Regions from separate parts of the Mus musculus genome. Here all the other regions are linked to region 1. Evidence: chromatin contacts called from public HiChIP or PLAC-seq and promoter capture Hi-C data. All regions are on one chromosome and are shown on one strand. Each heading gives the region's core, a stretch centred on a gene start, on an enhancer-like site or on the middle of the called end of the contact. The rest is flanking DNA. Distances are from core to core; before and after follow the strand shown. Region 1 holds the start of Etfdh (electron transferring flavoprotein, dehydrogenase). Region 2 has its middle 38 kb from the start of Gm52609. Region 3 has its middle 17 kb from the start of Gm52609. Region 4 overlaps Rapgef2 (Rap guanine nucleotide exchange factor (GEF) 2).

The links. Promoter capture Hi-C pulls out the DNA fragments that hold promoters and counts their contacts. HiChIP or PLAC-seq counts read pairs in DNA pulled down with a chosen protein or histone mark.
Region 2: a contact with region 1 is called in an H3K4me3 HiChIP or PLAC-seq map of the SCID.adh cell line, with 10 read pairs. The contact joins the enhancer-like site here to the promoter of Etfdh in region 1. A contact is called at or near these places in 3 of 39 promoter capture datasets (the C10 cell line, embryonic stem cells and hippocampal neurons), 2 of 115 datasets of contacts at active chromatin or transcription factors (the SCID.adh cell line and bone marrow-derived macrophages) and 1 of 9 other capture datasets (adipose tissue).
Region 3: a contact with region 1 is called in an H3K27ac HiChIP or PLAC-seq map of embryonic stem cells, with 6 times the contacts expected there. The contact joins the enhancer-like site here to the promoter of Etfdh in region 1. A contact is called at or near these places in 2 of 39 promoter capture datasets (cranial neural crest and embryonic stem cells), 1 of 484 Hi-C or Micro-C datasets (nephron progenitors), 5 of 115 datasets of contacts at active chromatin or transcription factors (bone marrow-derived macrophages, embryonic stem cells, large pre-B cells and 1 more) and 1 of 9 other capture datasets (adipose tissue).
Region 4: a promoter capture Hi-C map of liver shows a contact between it and region 1, with 2.5 times the contacts expected there. The contact joins the enhancer-like site here to the promoter of Etfdh in region 1. A contact is called at or near these places in 10 of 39 promoter capture datasets (the 3T3-L1 cell line, 3T3-L1-derived adipocytes, the HPC-7 cell line and 6 more), 3 of 484 Hi-C or Micro-C datasets (embryonic fibroblasts, neurons and stem cell-derived neurons), 6 of 115 datasets of contacts at active chromatin or transcription factors (the 230-238 cell line, the SCID.adh cell line, bone marrow-derived macrophages and 2 more) and 3 of 9 other capture datasets (embryonic stem cells, liver and pancreatic islet).

Annotation. Positions count from the first base shown.
Region 1 is chr3:79,627,348-79,630,115 of GRCm38.p6, reverse strand. It overlaps Etfdh (electron transferring flavoprotein, dehydrogenase), which reads left to right and starts at 1,349. Exons shown (of 13, transcript NM_025794.2): 1 at 1,349-1,598. The coding sequence starts at 1,565. 4930579G24Rik (RIKEN cDNA 4930579G24 gene) reads right to left here and starts at 1,037. Exons shown (of 2, transcript NM_029482.1): 1 at 760-1,037. The coding sequence starts at 939.
Region 2 is chr3:79,017,464-79,020,231 of GRCm38.p6, reverse strand. No RefSeq gene overlaps it. Among named protein-coding and RNA genes, the nearest start is that of Gm52609, 38 kb to the left of the region's middle. Within about 2 kb of position 1,426, at least 12 of the 459 cell types and tissues checked have an H3K27ac peak or open chromatin away from gene starts, as enhancers often do. A contact at or near this core is called in the SCID.adh cell line, where this site is marked.
Region 3 is chr3:79,038,594-79,041,361 of GRCm38.p6, reverse strand. No RefSeq gene overlaps it. Among named protein-coding and RNA genes, the nearest start is that of Gm52609, 17 kb to the left of the region's middle. Within about 2 kb of position 1,436, at least 23 of the 459 cell types and tissues checked have an H3K27ac peak or open chromatin away from gene starts, as enhancers often do. A contact at or near this core is called in embryonic stem cells, where this site is marked.
Region 4 is chr3:79,084,687-79,087,454 of GRCm38.p6, reverse strand. Rapgef2 (Rap guanine nucleotide exchange factor (GEF) 2) reads left to right here. Exons shown (of 24, transcript NM_001310536.2): 14 at 1,327-1,710. Among named protein-coding and RNA genes, the nearest start is that of Gm52609, 29 kb to the right of the region's middle. Within about 2 kb of position 1,429, at least 4 of the 459 cell types and tissues checked have an H3K27ac peak or open chromatin away from gene starts, as enhancers often do. A contact at or near this core is called in liver and pancreatic islet, where this site is marked.

The DNA.
Region 1 (2,768 bases), core at 100-2,599:
GCAACCCTATAGGTGGAACAACATTATGAACTAACCAGTACCCCGGAGCTCTTGACTCTAGCTGCATATGTATCAAAAGATGGCCTAGTCGGCCTTCAATGGAAAGAACGGCCCATTGGACTGGCAAACTCTATATGCCTCAGTACAGGGGAACGCCAGGGCCAAAAAGTGGGAGTGGGTGGGTAGGGGAGTGGGAGAGGGTATGGGGGACTTTTGGGATAGCATTGGAAATGTAAATGAGGAAAATACCTAATAATAAATAAATAAAGTGCCGCTGTGACCCTCCAACCCCTCAGCGTTATACGTGTTGGGGTCAGGAAGTTATTTCTGGGAATTCGAGATTGAACAAAAACTTTACAGAATTTTTGCATTGCAAGATTCTGTTCTAAACTGTCCTATCAAATCCATCTGCCGGCTGTGATTAGCCCTGGTCCACTCAAGTCCAACACAGAGCCAAGTAAGCGACACACAACAGCATCACCAGCTGGCCCTGGGCTGGTGGCCAACTAGAAGCACAAGCTCGAGTCCCTTAGAAAGCACCAATGGGCAAGGAGGCAAGCTATGACCGCCCAAAGTGCTCCGAGGGATGGGAGGAGGCGGAGAGAGGATCCTGGCAGCGGGGCTGCGGATGACCGCTAGCAGAAGGAGAAGGAAAGAAAGATGCGGGAAGAGAGAGCCGAGGCTAGCCCTCAACTCCAAGAACCGCAGGCAGGAGCACCCTAGCTGCAATCAGCTCTCAGCCGCAACGGCGACACTCACGTCTCCGATCTGCAGCTCCACTTGCTCCAGCGGGTCCACGGTTGGACCGGGACTCCTGCTCGGATCCCGCCAGCCCAAACTCACTGGCATGCTGAGGGACGACGAAGAGGCGCCTGACGACGGAGATGAGGGAGGCGGCGGCGGCGGCGAAGAAGCCCGAAACTCCTCAGAGTCAGCCATGGGAGTGAGCTGGGGCTACTGGACCGGATCAAGCAACCGAACCCTCACCAACTGCCTTTCGACCGCTCGCGCCCAAAGCCCATAGGCTCCGCCTCCTCCCACACGGAGTCCCGCCCCATCTTCTCGTTTGTCTCTGCCCTGGACCCCAAGTACGTCTCATTTTTTCCAGACAGCCAATCAGATATCAAGCCAGGCGTCACCAGGCTCCTGCGCACAGCTCCAGGAGCTAAACACTACAACTCCCAGAATGCCTAGCAAATCAGCCTCGCTATGCTTCTAGGGCGCATGCGCACACGCGAGAGCTTGTCGGCCTCTTCTGCACACTAGGTTCCTGGCTGAGGATGACTGGGAGATGGAGTCTTCTGCCTTTTCCTGGCTTGTATGTGACCCGGAAACCTTACTGGCCTTCGTGTCCTCTGTGGCGCCGGCGCAAAGCAGAAGAGGGGCGGGTACGCCGCGAAGCAAGGGCGGTCGGCAGAGCCCAGACGCTGACAGAAGCTGAGCAGTCGGGGCTTCTTGGCAGGTGATGGCGCCCCTCGTAGCCTAGAAGTCCAGCACCCTCGGCAAGCCGCAGACCCACGCCTCTCTCCTTTGTATCTGGTCAAGTCTCCGGGTCACTTTGAACATGTTGGTGCGACTAACCAAGCTGTCCTGCCCTGGTGAGACGAAACTCCTGGTGGGGACAGAAGGAGCAAGGTGGATAAGTTGGGACAAAACAAGACTGGGGCCACACCCGGGGTACTGCCAGCATCTCTTTCCTTGTCTATTGTCTTAGGCTAAACTAGGGCAAAGGTCAATGCTGTCAGCGCCTGGTGGCCGACCCTACCTTACCGACCTTGGAGTTGCCCCAGTTGGCAGAATTATCATCTAGGTTAAAGGTCATGAGAAGAGAAAATTGTCAACACTGCCCCCTCGGTGGAGTTCCCCCAAATGCCGCTCCTAATCTTTACCTCAAGGCTCAGGTATTATCTGCCGCCTTATTAGGAATGGGAAAGAAAGAAAAACTTGTGTGGGTTTTCGCCTTGGCTCTGACCTGACTTTGCAGCCATAATAGTCTAATCTTAATTGAAGTCTGAGCTCTCATATCGTATTAACTCATATATTACCAATTATGTCTGGAGTCGGAATTTTTTCTGCATTATCCAGAGTTAACACCAGGCGTTTCTGTTATGGGTGTTTCTTAAAGCAGTTGCAGGATAGTTTTAAGTTTTTACTTAAAAACAACCCCCTCGTTCAAACAGAAGTTTAGAGGATCTTGAATTCTGTTGTAACTGGCTTAATATAAATCTTTACTGAAGTTAATTTGGCTGTGGGATTTTTAAACAAGTATTTGTATACTTGTTTAAACAATATGGTGTATATTCAAACCAAGCATCTATTATCCACAGAAGATGGTATGCTTTGAGAGCCATCAGTTTACAGTCTAATTTAGATGCAGTCTTGGATCTAGTCAGTGACTTTTCTTTAAACGCTAATTTGTTACATTTTCATTACTCAGTGTTACCTCTAGTGGTGACAACTAAATGTGCTAAGTATGTCGTGTATGGCTGATCCGGTGTTCAGTGACTCTGACTTTGCTTTCTACTGGAACTCTGTCTTTATGCCTAAATGTTCAGATGGGTCATGAGAGATACCATGCTCGTTTAAGCAAAGGAATAAACGTTATACCTTTTTAAAATTCTCTGGTGGGAATCAGAGGCCACGGTTCCAACTGTTCTCGAGCAAATTAGTAGCTGTACAAATAATAGAATGAATTTTCAGAAGTAAATGATAACTTGTATATGGTAAACTACAGGGTATAATAAATACCTTTTAAATGATGATAGTAT
Region 2 (2,768 bases), core at 177-2,676, 610 kb after region 1:
GTCTTGTCCTTGAGAGAGGAGCACAAACATCTACTTGCCCCAAATCAGGCACTGACAAGAGACTACCTTGGTTCCAGGGCAAGTTTAGCTTGGTGAATCAATTAGTTCACAGGAGCTACTTACAGGAATGTGGCGAATCAGAGGTAGATGAATCTCCAAAAAGCACACCTTAGCAATCATGTCTTCATCACTAGAGTTCCTGCATAACTTGATGGCAGAGTCATTGAATAGTTTCCTCTTTCAATAATTGTTTAAACTTATATATGCTGGCGGAGGGGCTTCGTGAGTCCTCTAAGTTTCTTGTAATACTTGAAAGTTTCCGGTGAGCTTCAGTAGTCATAGTCCACTGTCCAAAAGGTTTCCCCCAATGATTGAAGCTCATAGCAACATAAAATCAATGGGCATAAACAAAAATGCCCTTTAAAAGACAGTTTGCCAAGTACATCATATTCATTGAACCAGACAATAGCAGTGACATCTCCACTGAACCCTGTGACCTCCCCAACTACAGGCTCTTGCTTATAGTAGCAAACATGAGTTTCTGCCTGTGGAGTAGGCCTGAATCAGAAAGCAGTTTTTGCACCCATAATAGCTGTCCACTCTTTTGTCAGTTACTGTATTTTGTTTAGTGTGTTGGTAATGTGTGGCAAAGAGTTTATAACCTAGCAGAAGAGTTGGCAATGATTATCCTTTAGCATCCTGCATAAACCTCTGGCATAACAAAAGACAACCAGCAGGGAGAAGTTCATTTTTATCCTGATTTCTCCATGTCCAGAAGCCAGGAATTGTGATATTCTCAGCAATAATGATTTACCATCTAGTTCTGGCATGCAACCACAGCAATGGACATAGAAGTTGACTGCTTCTCCAAAAATATGTCAAGTGGTAACCCACACCTGACATTAGGATTTTTAATTCAGTAACATTCTGGCTTCTAGGAGTGCATTTTTCTCCACCATTCCCCACTGTGCTGGGCTGTTATTCAGGTCTCTATCTGCACTGTAAATCTGTGGGTCTCTTTTTCCCTTCCATTAAATTTGCTTGGGTTCTATATTCAATGCTTTCCTAATCATTGTGATAAAAATACCTGACAAAAGAAATGTAAGGGAGAAGGTACTATTTCACTTAGGCTATTTGGAACATTGGAGTCGATCATGACAGAAAGGTGGTACAGCAGTAGGATGGTACAGCCGGAAGGCGGTACAGCAGGAAGTACAGTAGGAAGGTAGAGCAGCAGGAAGTACAGGAGGAAGGCAATACAGCAGGAAATACAGTAGTCAATGCAGCAGGAAGTAAAGCAGGAAGGCAGTGCAGCAGGAAGTACAGTAGGAAGACAGTGCAGCAGGAAGTACAGTAGTCAGTGCAGCAGGAAGTAAAGCAGGAAGGCAGTGCAGCAGGAAGTATAGTAGGAAGGCAGTGCAGCAGGAAGTACAGGAGGAAGGCATTGAAGCAGGAAGTACAGGAGAAAGGCAGTGAAGCAGGAAGTACAGGAGGAAGGCAGTGCAGCAGGAAGTACAGGAGGAAGGCAGTGCAGCAGGAATTACAGGAGAAAGGCAGTGAAGCAGGAAGTACAGGAGGAAGGCATTGCAGCAGGAAGTAAAGCAGGAAGGCAGTGCAGCAGGAAGTACAGTAGGAAGGCAGTGCAGCAGGAATTACAGGAGAAAGGCAGTACAGCCAGAGTACAACAGGAAGGCAAGGGGATTGGTCACATTAAATCCACAGTCAGGAAGTAGAGAATGATGAATTCTGGGACTCAGCTTGCTTACTCCCTTTTGTATAGTCTAGAGTCTCATCCCATACAATGATATACAGTACGTCTGCCCATCTTAATTAACCCAATCTGGAAAAACAAAAACAAAAACCCCCAACAACAACAACAACAACAACGACAATGACAACAACAACAACAACAAATCCACCAAACAAAAACATCCCTTAGAAACAGGCTAGTTTCCAAGGAGATTCTACATCCTATCAAGTTGACAAGTATAACCTTTACAGGTTTCAGTTTTTTGGATCCCAAGAAGGGCCAATTAGCACAGACCTAATTTGTACTATTTTTCTTTGCATTCTCCCAGCCATAAAAAAATGCTAACACAGAGACACTGTGTCTTTTTTTTTCTTCCATTTTTCCTGCAAACAAACAAACCGACCAAACCAGAGGCTCATGTGGAGGATTGCATATACATGTCTCCTCATTGTAACTCAACCTTCCTTACACACACAAGTTCTTACTGCAGACAGATAAGCCTCAAAGACCAAGAACCACTGCTATCTGCCTGCTTGTGATCTGCTTTTCTTCTCTCTATTCTGCTTTCAGTAGGAACTGGTATGTATTCCCAGTCTACCCGTGCTTTGAGTGTGTTCCTGTGGACTCCAGTCATTAAGGAAGAGTATTATGCAGAGGAAGATGGTCATGCTGAGATTCCTGCAAGAATGCTTCACTCATAGACATCTCAGCCTTGTTTTTATGTCTTATCGCCCACAGCAGGGGCTGGGGGGTATACAACCCCGATTACAGCCAGGAGACATAGCACCCCATAATGCACTGGGAAAGGTGGCCATATGGCAATTGTCCCCCTTCCACTTGAATGCTTCCCACGGTTACATCAGCTCAGCAGTGTATCTTATCAGCCTTTGCAAGATCAATGTAACTGCTCTTCACCGACTCATCTTTGGCTTTCAGTTCCTGTTCATGTGCCAATTACATAATATGAGTTTCCTTGGGGAGACATGAAAAAGCAAATATTCCACAGGTAGGCCCTGAG
Region 3 (2,768 bases), core at 187-2,686, 590 kb after region 1:
GGCCAATCCTGAGTTGCTACACCTGCACCAGACTCTTTCCTTGTACCCATCCCATACCCATTTCTTGAGAATAGACATTGTTTAGATCTGGAAATCCCCTACTCTCTCCCTTCCCCTTTCTCTCCTGAGGGCCTATAAAAACTGGGACCTCTTTCCCCTCGAGGTCGACTCCTCTACCCCTGCGTGGGATATGAGTCGTCCCCAGAGCTCTGGCTTTCCCCTAATAAAGCCTCATGTGGTTTGCATCAAGCTCGGTCTATCATGAGTTCTTGGGTGTCCGCTATTGTCTTGAGACCTGAGTGAGGGGCTCCTCACGGAGTCTTTCATTCACATGATTGAATGCTTATGACATAGGAATGTAGACCACTGATCACCTGTGACCCCTCTAGCACCCACCAATGAAATTTTAGTTACCTAATCTTTCTAGAGAGTTCCCAACAGTTCCCTCTAAGAAGGCACACATGCCTTTATCTGGGGGTCGCCATTTAAAAGAATGGTTGACCCCTGCATGCTGGTTGTCTCTGCAGAATAAACACTCTTTGGTTTTGTATAATGAGTCTGGGGTCTTCCTTTAGCAATTTTTGGACCCTTAAAATGATCTTTGGTTTTGTATACTATCTGAGTCTGGGGGTCTTCCTTCAGCAATTTTTGGCCCCTTACAACATGCAGGACCCACCAAGTCAAAGGTCAATATGAATTATTATGTCTAAAAAAGGCTTGAGTAAGAGCTGACCACCGGGCAGCCCCTTTTGCACCTATGTATGAGCTCACTGGTTTTTGTGGCTGACACTAAAGAATGCTACTAATAAGCCAAAAAGGTATGATTATACTACTCATGCTCTGTTATCTCAATGTTCTGAAATTGCCCTGTTCGACATTCATCCATATCCTCTTCCCTTCCCTTCCTCAGGACCAATCAGCCTAAAAGATAGCTGATAATATTTTTCCTAGTAAGCCAACTACTTCACTTTTGAGCCTATTTTTTCTTATAAAAAGCCTACTCTGAGAACAGATTAGGATAACAGTCCTTTTTTGTGGTCCTGGACATATTGTATTATAATGTATGTTCAACAAACTATTCTTGTTTAACTTAGATCAGAGTTTGTTTGGTTTTAAGTGGCAATTCCTGAATCGTCAAATCAGAGTCTTTATAGTGACCCTGTGCAATAGAGTGAACACACACTCATTTTATCTGGAATTTGGTTTTAAATGGTTAGCTCTGGAGGAAGCAATTTGTACATAGACTTGATCCTATCAGTCCCAAATAGCAACAAGTATTTATAAGTATCTTAAATTCTTTTCTTCCCCAGTTGCAGAAAGGAACCATCATATATTGCGTGATAAGCCTTGGATTTTAACCTTCACTTCTCACAATGGCTCTGAGAACTTCCTTCCTCTGCTGCTGCTCTCTGGGTTACCACCCCTTTGCATTTGACTCCATCAAAGAGACTTTCCCAGCTGGAGCCCTGAGGAACCAGCCCCACCTTCCTGCCTCTGAATGCTGGGTGGCTTGCCCTATCTTTAAATCTGGCTTTGTGCACTCAGAAAGGAAGTCCCCACCCCTTTGTGGAGGCCACAATGAGAGATTTGTGTTTCAGTGGGCTTTAGAATGATATTCAAGCCAGTACCTTAAACTTTGCTTTTTATTTTTATTTTTTAGAACAAAATGGGGTACAATGAAGTAATACACTGTGATGCCTTTTACTCTAGGAAGATTTCCAAAAATTCTACCACAAATAGTTCTTTTATCTCCTCACTCTCCCATCTTTTCCTACCCATCTAACTTATACCACCCACTTTGCCCTGGAAAAACCATTCCTTTTATAGTTATTATTATTATTAGAATCCATGCCATTCCTCTTATAGTTATTATTATTATTATTAGAATCCATGCCTTAATGAAGAGTGCTTCTCGTTATGGGCATTATTAATGTGTCACTTCCCATACTTAGGCTCACTGTAAATCTTTTATTGCAAATTCATCAGACTCTTTTAATCTCTCTCTCTCTCTTTGTGTGTGTGTGTGTGTGTGTGTGTGTGTGTGTGTGCATGTGTGTTAGTATATATGTGTATGGACACATGCCTGCTACAGTGTGTGTATGAAGCTCACAGGGCAACACTGGCTATAGGCCCTAACCTTCCACCTTGACCTCCTGTTCACCGCTCTGCTGAAATCACAGATGGCTGCACTATTGTGTCCAGCATTGCTTTTATGTGGATCCTGGGGATTCAAACTTAGACATCGAGTTTGCATGGCTTACCACTGAGCAAATAGGCTCCTTTCAAATGGACATGGTTTCTGTGTCTGGTTATTTTCATGTTTTCTTATTCTTTCTTATTTTCTTTTTCTTTTTTTTCCCCACCAAGACAGCCCTGGGCAGCCCTTTGGCTGTCTTGAGATTTGCTCTGTAGACCAGACTAGCCTTGGTCTCTACCTGCCTCTGCCTCTGCCTCGGCCTCGGCCTCTGCCTCTGCCTCTGCCTTTGCCTCCTTATTAAAGGCGTGTAGCACCACCACAAGGCCAATGTTGCCTTATTTTAATAACCTTAGAGAGGGCTCAGTAAAGAAGCCACTTGAGATGACTGCACTATGATTAGGTGGAAGGTTGTTTTTTTGTTTTGTTTTGTTTTGTTTTGTTTTGTTTTGTTTTTTATTATTGAACACCCAGAAGCATCTGGAAGAGTCCAGAGCAGAAAGAAAAGGAAGCCATATGGCTGGGGCTATCTCTTGGGAGCAGAGAAAAGCAGAATAGTGTTAGTGAGAGCTTT
Region 4 (2,768 bases), core at 180-2,679, 540 kb after region 1:
TGTAATCCTGCAGATGGCTACTGGGTTTCAGCTTTGCTTCCCATTCACCACTCAGGAGAGCCTGGGTATCAGAGGAATCACAGTGGAGCACATTAGTCTGTACCCATCAAGGCACAGGCTGTCTCTTACCTGTCCTAAATGTCTTGTGAAGTGTGTAAAAGACCAGTTAGTAGGACCCTCACTCTGCTTGCTCTGTGTTCCTAGAGTTTCATGTGGAGAAGGCATCTGCCTGCCAATAAGTGGGGAGAGAGAAGCTACAGAGCAAATATGGGGGTCCTATTTTCAGTGAGTTCCTTAAAAAGGTCACAGTACCATCCATATTGACCAGCCATTTGGCTGCAAATGCCTGCTTGCTATTCTGACAAATTGGGGTAACACCTCCCACTTCCCTAGAAAATCTAGATACTTGAAAGTTAAAACCTGGGAGTAGGAGAGATGACTTAGCAGTTAGGAGCACTTGTTGGTCTTGGAGGGGACCTGGGTTCTGTTTCTAGCACCCATGCGATGGATGGCAGTCATCCAGTTCTGGGGTAGATCCTATACCTTCTTCTGACTCCTGAGAGCACTAGGGATACATGTGGTACACATACATGCATGCAGGCAAGACACTCACATGTAAAACAGATCTATAAAAATCTGTTTTAAGATCAAATAGAGGAAAACAAACTGCTTTGGGTGTCTCCTCTCCCAATTGTGTGTGTGTGTGTGTGTGTGTGTTTGTGTGTTTGTAGGTATGTATGTGTGTGATGTGTTTGTATGGCCACATATTCTGCAGTAAGTGTGTGGAGGTCAGATAACAATTTTGTAGCCTCAGATCTCTTAGCTTGATGAGTATCTGCCTGCTGAGCCATCCCGCGAGCTCAGTTATTAAGTCTTCTAAGCATTAAATAAATAAGTAAACTTCATTTGAGCTAGTGTAGACCCAGCAATTGGCAGATTCCCTCTTCACTAGGAAACTGAGCTATGACTTGAGTTGATGTTTATCTAATCTGGTAAATAGCTCTCTTCTGTCACCTTTGGCAAACAAGCTAGAAGTATTTCAGTGGCAGGAGTGGGGGGTGGGTCGTGGGGAGAACACACTACAGAACTGGCACAAAGGAATTTCCCATGGATTGCTCAGTTCTGCTTACCTAGTGCTGCTGTGAGCTGGTGGCACGGGGTGGTATCTGTACTGCCCGTGATGGATGAAAAGAACTCTTACACCAGTCTCTTAGTCCTCCCCCACCCCACCCCCACCCCCCACCCAGGGAGCTAGCAATGTTCCCTTTAGGAGTCCCACAGGCTTGCCGCTCAGCTTGGCATCTGAAGAGCTTCTGTTTCTTTCAGGTATTATCTGAAAAACAACATGGAAACAGAAACGCTTTGCTCAGATGAAGATGCCCAGGAGCTGCTGCGAGAGAGCCAAATCTCCCTCCTTCAGCTCAGCACCGTGGAGGTTGCCACGCAGCTCTCCATGAGGAACTTTGAACTCTTCCGCAACATTGAGCCTACTGAATACATAGATGATTTATTTAAACTCAAATCAAAAACCAGCTGTGCCAACCTGAAGAAATTTGAGGAAGTCATTAACCAGGAAACATTTTGGGTGGCTTCTGAAATCCTGCGGGAAACAAACCAGCTGAAGAGGATGAAGATCATTAAGCATTTCATCAAGATTGCCTTGCACTGCAGGGAATGCAAGAATTTTAACTCCATGTTTGCAATCATCAGGTAAGAGGAGCTGTCCTAGGTGAAACTGACTTTATTTATATATATATATATATATATATATATATATATATATATATATACACACACACACACACACATACATATACATATATGTATATATGAATGATAGATTATATATTATACATTATATAATTATATATTATATACTTGTACGCTCACACATATATAATATATATATATATATATATATATATATATATATATCAGTGTCAGAACACCATGTAATTACCAATATATATTAGTTCATAATTGACCCTGTGTGTGTGTGTGTGTATGTGTTTTGTTGGTTTTGTACAGCCTCATGTACACTAAGACATAAGACGTAAGTGATTCAACAAGCAATTCTTTATTTCTGATTCAAAATCTTAGTTTTTTCTTCAGAGGCTGATGGGTTGTGATGATTTGTACATTCTCTGCCCCATGGAATGGCACTATTAGGAGGTGTAGTTTTGTTGGAGTGGGTGTGTCGCTGTGGGTGTGGGCTTTAAAACCCTCATCCTAGCTGCCTGGAAGCCAGTATTCTGCTAGCAGCCATCAGATGAAGATGTAGAACTCTCAGCTCCTCCTGCACCATACCTGCCTGGAGCTACCATGTTTCCACCTTGATGATAATGGACTGAACCTCTGAACCTATAAGGCAGCCCCATTTAAATGATGTCCTTAGGAGAGTTGCCTTGATCATGGTGTCTATTCACAGCAGTAAAACCCTAAAATAAAAGTGTTGCAGTAGGCTCTCTCTGCAGTAGTCCAGGCTGGCATACAACTCAGAATCCTGTTTCTCATCTGCTGGGATTACACATGTTGCCACCACACCCTCCTCTATTTCTTATAACTTAAACTTTCTTGATGGCCGGGGAGAGGGCTCTGTGAGTAAAGTGCTTACTGTGCATGGTCTTCATACTCATAGCTAGTATAATTTTTATGATGGAATATTTACCCAATCTTTGTTTTTTCAAATACTTGTTATGAGCCACATGCTGGACTGTGTTTATGAGTCTGCTGCAAAAGGAATTGTCGTGTCAGACTCTGAACTTTAC